2 separate regions of the Mustela erminea genome follow, and region 2 is linked to region 1. Evidence: chromatin contacts called from public Hi-C data. All regions are on one chromosome and are shown on one strand. The core of a region is the stretch at or near the end of the contact, and the rest is flanking DNA. Distances in the headings are between cores, read along the strand shown. Region 1 holds the start of ZEB2 (zinc finger E-box-binding homeobox 2). Region 2 holds the start of GTDC1 (glycosyltransferase-like domain-containing protein 1).

Evidence for each region. A called contact is a pair of places that touch in the nucleus more often than the background predicts.
Region 2: a contact with region 1 is called in a Hi-C map of spleen, with 4 times the contacts expected there. The contact joins the promoter of GTDC1 here to the promoter of ZEB2 in region 1. A contact is called at or near these places in 3 of 3 Hi-C or Micro-C datasets (fibroblasts, skeletal muscle and spleen).

What each region holds. Positions count from the first base shown.
Region 1 is chr8:85,800,401-85,805,099 of mMusErm1.Pri, forward strand. It overlaps ZEB2 (zinc finger E-box-binding homeobox 2), which reads left to right and starts at 3,312. Exons shown (of 11, transcript XM_032356191.1): 1 at 3,312-3,487.
Region 2 is chr8:85,991,334-85,995,669 of mMusErm1.Pri, forward strand. It overlaps GTDC1 (glycosyltransferase-like domain-containing protein 1), which reads left to right and starts at 1,930. Exons shown (of 16, transcript XM_032356202.1): 1 at 1,930-2,294. LOC116597089 (homeobox protein cut-like 1) reads left to right here and starts at 387. Exons shown (of 4, transcript XM_032354341.1): 1 at 387-507; 2 at 2,300-2,599. The coding sequence starts at 387.

The sequences.
Region 1 (4,699 bases), core at 2,062-4,561:
AGATTGAGAGGTGAATTGGGGGACAGGCACCAGATCCTGGCTGAAGGAAATTGGAAAACAAAAGTGCATCTTCTCACCCTGCCTGGGTGGAGGGAATCCTGAGGGAGGCAGTTTATTTTACTGAAAGAAATCCTAAAGAATTTTTTTTCTCCCTCCAATGTCGATGGCAATATCATTTCAGATTTACTTGTATCTGTTGTTTTAATCCCCTTCGTCTGCGCTAATCTCGAAATGGATTATTAATGGGGAAGAAAGATCGGGAAGGAGCGATTCATTTGCAGGACTTGTTTTTGCTGTGTGAGGAGCCGAAAGCACCAGTCCTCTCTCGACTTTTCCCTGCGCCCTGCGCTTATGCATCCCGCTGATCCCACGATCCTCATTGTCCCCGACCTGGCCTTCGGACTAAGGGAGTGTTCGGAACAAATTTATATTCGGCTTCCTCCGATCTCACCGCCTCTGCGTTGGTGGGAACTCTTGGTCAAATGAGGACTAGAGTGCCAGGGGCGTGCCAGGCAGGGGCGGGGGGCAACCTACGTGCGCGCTCACCCCTCTCAGAGACCGTTCCCTTGCCATCATCCAAACATACACCTTAATGGGAACCTGAAAGATTGCTTTTTTTTTTTTTAAACCCCAAATCAAATACTCGAAAGTCGGAACTCCCAGTCCTAAGTGTTGGGGCTGCCTCCTGCCACTTCAACAATTACTGAGCCCAGAGCAATCAGATGATTAGGTGTTTTTAATGGAAATACTCGAGTCTCTCTCTCTCTCTCTCTCTCTCTCTCTCTCTCTCTCCAGCCAGATCCTAAGTAACCTGACACTAATATACATAATAAAGACAAGTGATTTGTTAGCCCTTCCCTTGGACCCTTTGACCTGAGGTTTTGCTAAGAGTGTCTGCGAGTGGAACCATCATCCAATGACTACCTGGGCTAATGCAGTGAGTGGGATCTTGACTGGAATCAGTCCTTGCAATGAATGGAATCCTTCTTCCATGGGAATGGAAGTGGGGAGACTGAAAAGCAAACTTCTAGAGAAAGCTGGATTCCATTTTTTTTTTTAATAAAAAGGAGGGGAAAGTGGGAAGAGGAAGAAAAAAGGACATTAACAATATAGAGAAATCTCAGAGGAGGAATTTGATAAATCATACATAGATTTAGTATGTACTATTACAAGTAATGTAAAACATAATATTTAAAATATGTCTGGTCCATATTGGAAATCATTAATTTTCCTTTTTTTTATAATTCACTTTTAGACTGATGATCTTGAATGCGCCTCTTCTATAGGTAAATTATCTGTAATGGGGTGGGGAAGAAGATTAATTTATCTAGTTATTCTCATTGTACTACTCAAGTTGGGAGAGAGGTGAGTCTGTAAACAACTGTGAAAATTTACTTGCTTGCAACTTAAAGTAAGAAGTGGCTGTGGTCATGCTGGATAGCTTTTGCGCGCCCCCCCCCCCATACAAAATACAAAGACATGCACCTCTGGGAGTGTGGATGTGACTACCCCTGTGGTGGCTTTCCCCTCCTCTGAGTACAATTGCAAGTGACTCCTGAATTCAAAGTCTTGCTTTAGGCACACATTCAAAGCACAATTCAAAGCAGTTTATCTTAATATAAGTAAAAGTCTGGTGTTGGATCAGGGTATTGTTTGTCTCAGATTTCATCAGACTGAAAACAGGGGGCTGTGACACTAACAATATTAAAGCAGAAAAGCTGGCGTGAGGTTGTTTAGTCCTCTTTAACACCTCCACCTTTACCTTTGCTAGAAGTCCAAAGGCTGTGTGGGACTAGAAGTTTGTGTTCTGAGGTTCTCAAGCACTTTCACTCTTCAAAAAAAAAAAAAAAAAAAGTCTCACAGTTCTTTAAGAAATTGAGCCTGAACCATTGGAGGCTAAGAGATTTCTTCCTTTTCCGATAAATGCCTGTGCTCAGCATCCTCAAATTTGGCTGTCTTTATTTACTTCTATATTAGTTCCAATTACGTGCAGTGTAAACCAGCTTTTTGATTAACAAAACAGCAGAGCATTGGTTAAGAACACTTAAACTTCAAAAAAAATTCCCCTGGGAAGTGGGCTCTGAATTGGTTAATAATGTGCAGTACTTGCTAAATTGCTGACTTCCAGATGTGGAAAATATCTTTCTTGTTTAGGACCTATGTAACCTGATTGGATTACGACAGAAGCGTCACGTTGGAAGCTTTTGAGTGATTATTTAATTAACCATACAGTAGAAAGCTGTATTCTCCAGGAAATCCCTTCCATATTTACATAACCAATCCCTTCAGAGCAAAGGTGGAGTCTTTTCTTTTTAATTTTACTTTAATTGCAATATCAAAAAAATATATATCCCAAAACTTAGACCCCATACCGTTTAATATTATGCTCTTCCTTCCCTGCTAAGTTCCTCTATGGCCTTTCTCCTTTTCTTCCTACACACACTCCCTCAGTTTGTAGTGAGGTCTCCGTGAGATGTAGAGGGATTCAGAGATCAGTCAACCCAGTGCTCTATGTTAATTTACTTAGAGACCCTTTTTTAAAATGCCAAACTACTTTTTAGTATTGGGATCTAATCCAGAAATTCACCATACACACACCCCAACACACACACCCTAAGAGGCAATTCACGTGCAGTTTTTTTTTTTTTTTTTCTGGCTCTGCCATCTAAAAAGAAAAAAATAAATAAATAAGAAAAAGGGCAAAGAATTTAGTTCCAGAAGACGTGCTGAGAAATCCACACAACTTAATGTGCATCTCAAATCTGGTCATTAGAAATATCTGTCTAAGAAGAGGCGATCAGGATTGAGGACCCGGGATCTTTCCCTTTAACTTTCGCCCCTAAGAGTTCTCCAGTTCTGTGAATGGTGTGCACCGCTTTCCGCCCTGTACTCTGTAGGATTTAGTGATGAGGATAATGATGCCAAAGGCTTGACGGGGGGGGGGGTGGGGGGGGGGGGGGGGGGGGGGGGGGGCGTGGAGAAGGGAGGGAGGGAGGGAGGCGAGAGGGAGGGAGAGAGGAAGGGAGGGAGGTGGAATTTCATTTCTTCCACTAAAGCGTTTGCGGAGACTTCAAGGTATAATCTATCCCAGATCCTTTCCCAGAGAGAAACTTGGCGATCACGTTTTCACATGATGCTCACGCTCAGGGCGCTTCAATTATCCCTCCCCACAAAGATAGGTGGCGCGTGTTTCAGGGTCTCTCCTCTCTCTCCTACAGAAAAGAAAAAGAAAAAAATGTCATTAGAAGAGGCGTAACACGTCAGTCCGTCCCCAGGTTTGTGTTTCCTGGAGTGGCCGAAAGAGATCAGTTCTAACCTGCTCCGCAGGAATAACGGTCCTGCCTCCCGACACTCTTGGCGAGGTTTTGTACAGTTTGCTCCGGGAGCTGTTTCTTCGCTTCCACCTTTTTCTCCCCCACACTTCGCGGCTTCTTCATGCTTTTTCTTCTCACCATTTCTGGCCAAAACTACAAACAAGACTTCGCAGGTAGGTTTTTTTTTCCCCTTTTCTCTCTTTTTATTCCTTTTTGGTATGGTCATCCCCCACCGTCCTTTTATGATTTTTCTCCTTTTAAGTGGGGATGTGAGTCTGAAGTGAGAAGGAGTGTCTGTGGGCAGGAATTTCAGGTGGGTTTAGCTCCTTTATGGCAAGCTTTTCCCAAGAGTGACTTCTTCGATTTCTCTGGCACTCCCGCTGTCTCTCCTTCCTTTTCTCTCCTTTTTCCTCACCTAGATAATTTGCCCTGTACCTGTCCATTCAGGTAACCAAAGGTGCCCTTTGCTACCTAGCCTAGGAAAAGTTTTATTGAGAACTACATGATGGAATGAAAACTCTTCAAGGGGAGAGATTCTGCTCTATTTTTGCATCTAGTTCCAATTCATTGTATTCAGCAATTAAAACTTGGCAAATACCTGTTAATAATTACAAAACTTGATCGATACAAACCTACCAAATTCAGGGGCAAGTCTTTCTCTTAGATATGGCAGTGCATCCTCTCCCACAGGAGAAGGCTGTTTTCTAAGCAGAAAGTTGCCTGTTTTTGTCTGCTTAGCGAGTTTCATTTCTTTATTTTATTCTTTGTGTGTGTATGTATGTGAAGTAACACCTCACTTCTGTGATGATAAATAAAGAAGTGAAAGTCCTCATGGAACTTGAGTCGTTTACCAAAGTGTATGTGGGGGGGGGGGGTCACTACAGCTGGGAAGAAAGCTGCTGTCAGGATATCAGAGTTTTAAATTGAGGGTAACTTTTGAAATTGTATTTTAAATGGCAAAGTCTTACAGACATGGATTTAACAGGACACACATGCACACACATATCCCATTCCATACTTTGGCACTGAAAAGTCGAGAGAGATAGCTGGAGTTCCCAGGAACAGTGATGTGCCCGGCTAACATGAATGTGTTTAGCTTTCACCTACTTATATATTTTACATGCTCCCCCTATAATGATGAAGGCAAGATTACTAACTCCAGAGTTAGAAATAACAGGCAAAGATAAAGTTTACAGCACAAATGCCCTGTCTCTCCCTCACACGCACACATGCTCATAAAACTAGCAGCTTACTTTATTAAACATGTATTTATATGCAATCGTGTGTAAGTCTCAGCATGAATACAGACAGGCCAGCTGTTTCATCCCAGACACTTGTGTGACCATTTCCTTATTTCAGGATTTTTCCCAACAATTTCCAATCAA
Region 2 (4,336 bases), core at 680-3,179, 190 kb after region 1:
CCTTTGTTCAAGCAATCTCCTTTACACCAATCCAAATTCTCCATTTCCTTTTTCTGTCCTTGTAAGAAATCTTTCCTTAATTTACATCTATAATTTTCAGTTTAAGATTCAGATTTTATGATTGAATCCTTGGTTATTTTCCTCAGTTATTAATGGTGAATTGTTTATCTATTTGTTTTATATCTTACCTCCCCAATAATATTGTAATTTTCTTGACAATGGGGACTTCATAGTATCTGTACTCATGCACAACTCTTGGCACCTCCTAGGATGAATGTGTTTGGTTGGGACAGGCCTGGCCAGGATTGCCTGGATTATAAAGAAAAACCTTGACCAGGTGATATGGAGCTTGTGAAATAGGAATCGTGGAAACCAGTGGCACAAAAATGGCCTCTGAGAGCAATCACTTTCTAGTTAATGTCAAGTTCAATTTCACACATCTCTCAGACCCTGTAGGCAAAACTGCAAAGGCAAAGACTTCTGATGTTGAGAAACTTTGGGTAACTGGTAAGTAAGTATAAGCCAGATGCTGGCAGGTCTGTGAAACAGGAAATCTGAGCCTGAATACTGGCTTCATTTCCAATTAATCTGGGTAATATTGAGCAAACAATTTACCCTCTTTGGGCTTCAATTCTTCATTTGTAAAATATAAAGTTTAGACTCCAGATGATATTAAGGACTAGATAATTCAATTATAAAATTACATGATTCTATATCTAAAGAATGAAATGGAGGCCACAGTCTTTAGAGTTTTTCATACACTTGCTCTGTGTGATAGGATTTATTAGTTTCATGTGTAGTTAGCAACTTTGCTTTCAGCTTTTGGCATTTACACTTTTCTTTTTCCCAATTTGTGTTAAAGCAGACGGACAGATGGTTTATTAGGCTTTCACATGTTTGTAATGTTGTTGTTCAATACAACAATGGTTTTAAACTTTGAAGGTCCATGTAGAGTCCGGATTTTGTTTAGAATGGAAGATAGTTTTAACTCTTCAGTTTAAGGATAATAATGTTTACTCACATAATTTAAAACAACTTGTGGATGTAACTCCAAAGACCTAATCATTTTCCTTGATTCCTTAACTCATTTCCACATCACACCCTAACTCTTCCAAGTTGCAGTTTTAAAAGTGAAACCACCAGACTTTCAGTTACATGTACATTGTTTGCCTTCTCCTGACTCATTTAACCTACGAGCTCCTTCCAAATACAAACCCCTTTAATTCAGGATCACAGAAATCTAAATGCAGAAGGGACAAATTCCTCACTTTACAGGCAAGAAAACGAAAACTAAAAGGTCCTGGTGCTCCTTCTACTACGTAAAAAAAAAAAAAAAAAAAAAAAAAAAGTGAGGTTAGGTTGCAGAGAAAAACATCCAAAATTTGTGAATTTTAAGCTTTTAAATTTAAGAGTCAATACAGTATCCCAATGACAACGTAGAGACAACCATGCAGCTGAAAGATGGTGACCACTGCTATCGCTTTGCTTTGTGCGTTTTAATTCCTCCATGTGATTTTCTTCATCTAAGTGTGGACAAGCAATTGTTGAATAGCCAAAATGCATCTTAAGTGTGTGGAGGAGTCAGAACCGAAAGGACAGACAAACTGTAGGTAAAGGAAAGCGTGAGCCTGCTCAGAGGGAAGTTAGGACGCGGAAGCAAAGCAGACGTGAGAGCTGCAGCGCAGGTACAGGTGGAAGGGAACAGGCCGGCAACCCGCGGAGGCCCGGACGCCCCAGCAGGCCAGGGAGAGGAACGGAGGCAGGAAGAACCGGCAGGAAAACTGCAGGAGGAAGCCGAGGCCGACCTAGTGAGCAGCGAAGACCGTCCGGAAGGAAAGAGAAGGAGCCAATACGAGCTTAGAACAAGACTAGAGGGTTAGAGAAAGAGTACAAAAATCTGAAGAGGCAGAGAGGGGTATTGATGAAGAGATGGAAAGGGGGAAAGGGCGCGCGGGGCGGGGGGAGAAGTGAAGCGAAGCCCTCGGTAGGTGAGAAGAGGAGCGGGGTCCGTGAACCAACACTACTAGGCGCGCGCGGGCGGGATCCGCGCTGACTCAGGGACCCCGCGCTCCCGCCGTCCCGACCGCGCAGTGGGCGGAGTCTCAGGCGCGTGGGCGGACCAAAGGGCGGGGCCTGCGCCTGACGCGCCCGAAGGCCGCAGCGGCCGCAGGCCGGGAGGGGCGGCGGCGGCGGTGGCGGCGACGGCGGCGGCGGGGGAGGGGCACGGCGTCAGCGCGTCGCCGGCTGGGCCGCGCCGGTGGCCAGGAGGGAGAGACAAGGAGGAGGAGGAGGAGGTGAGTAGGCTCCGGGCTGGGGAGCCGCGCGGGCCGGAGGGGAGGCGGGGAGCGCGGCCCCTCCCCTTCCCTCCCCGACGCCCGCCTCGCGGGGCCGCGCGGCGCGAAGTTCCCAGAGGGGCAGTGGCGGCGGCAGCAGCAGCGACGGCGGCGGCGGCGGCGGCGGCGCGGAGAGCCGGGGGTGGGGGGGGCGGGGCTGAGGGCCGCGCGGGCGGCGCGCTTCCCGAGCGCACGCGCTGCGTTCCTCGCGCCGCCGTCCGCCTGGTCCGTGGAGCCGGGAACACCGGCCGCTGCATTTCAGTCCTGTAGGCTGGCCATTTTCTGATTTAGTTTTTTTGAGTTCTGCGCTTGGTGTGTGGTAGCTTCTAGGGACCCGGCGTGTCGCCGCCTCCTCCTGCGGCAGGCGAGGGGCGGGCTGGGGGCTCGTTACTCTCGCGCGGGGGGAAGTAGGGGTTGGCCGGAGTAGGCGGAGGGGCCTCCTGCCGACCACGGGACTGCGAGGCGGGGTCCCTCGCCACACGCGCCTCCGGGCCTTCCTGAGGGGAACCTTTGCTTTGCGGCTGTCCCCTTTATTGCTTTTACTTTCCTGCTCTCGCCAGCCCCTCGGCCTCTCGGTCAGCTGAAATGAAAGACCTCACTCGCCCCTTGCCCTATCCCTCCTGTGAGGATCGGACATACACTTATTTTGATCGTGATGCGGGCTAACTGTTCGGTGGAAAGGTTCTCTTAAGCCTTTTGAGTCTAGCCACGTACTCTGCCGCGAAGTTGCAGTACGCCACAATTTAACCTTTAGGCCTGAGGGAGTTCTCTCTCTCTCTCTCTCGCAAATACAACTTTTAGAATCTTCTGAGAACTGTACTGCATTAGATTATCTTTGAGATAATTCTTACATTAGCGCCTCGAGGCAGTGTGATGGGAGGTTCAAAGAGAAGGCTTTACACTTTTTCCTCCACCTGTATCACCGAATGAAATGGAAAACGTTGAGTTGACGGTGATTTTCCGCGAGAGGTGGGTTTCACAGCGCAGCCCTCCAGTGGTGTGGCTCACCTTGGTGGTTTGGTCCTACCCCTGTAGGACTCAGTGTAGTGCTCAGGTAAAGGAGGTGCTAAAAAGAAGTTCAGAATAATTCAGTAGAGCCATTTTATTGCATTCTGCTAGCCCGTTTAACCTTAAGCTAAAGCGTGGCAGTAGTTTCATGTAGAAACCCACAGACCTACCAAGCGCTATATTGAATTTTAATTAGTGCATCCCACGTCCGATAGGAGTAGATTCTCCTTAGCTCTCACTTTCTTATACATTTTCCTTTGGATCTTGTATTTGATGAAACAGTGTTAGTATTGAGGGTTGGAGGGGTACCTTTTGAATCATGCAACTTTCTTCGACAAACTTGTAAACTGAATAGGTAAAATCTGAACCGTGATACTGAGATAAAAATAGGAAAATGAATTTTTAGCATTATCCGTTTGAGAAGTTAAGATGGCTTCTTTACTCCTGTTTTGAAATCCTGTTGACATTTTAATCTTACATACCACAGAAGTACAGAAATTTTTTTTTTGTAAGAGACTTTCACAGTTAAATCCAACCCCATTATTTTACAGGGAGAAATTAAAGAAAGTTTCTTGAAGATTTTCAACAGGAGTTGAATAGAACTAGTTGACTTAATTAACTGAACACTTAAGTATATAATTCAGACCTCCTCAATGAATATTTTTATACCAAAATTTGTTTTGACTATGTTATTTTTTAAAAAGTCTAGTAATTACTAAATTTTATTTGTTCTTTTTTCTGACTATATGCCTTAATTTGTGTTTGGACCCATTAGATACAAATGATATAGATTATTTATAATTAGGACATGCTGTAGTTTATCAGTTGAAAACAGTACTTTCCAGGTTGTTTGAAATTAGTAATTATTTTCACTTCAAGAATGTTTGTTCATATTCTTGATTCAGATAGTCTGTTTTGATTCCAGGAGATTGGCATTTTAAAAGTCTGTGTGTTTAAGACTGTGGTGTATATAACCTTGATGTTAATGAGGAAGA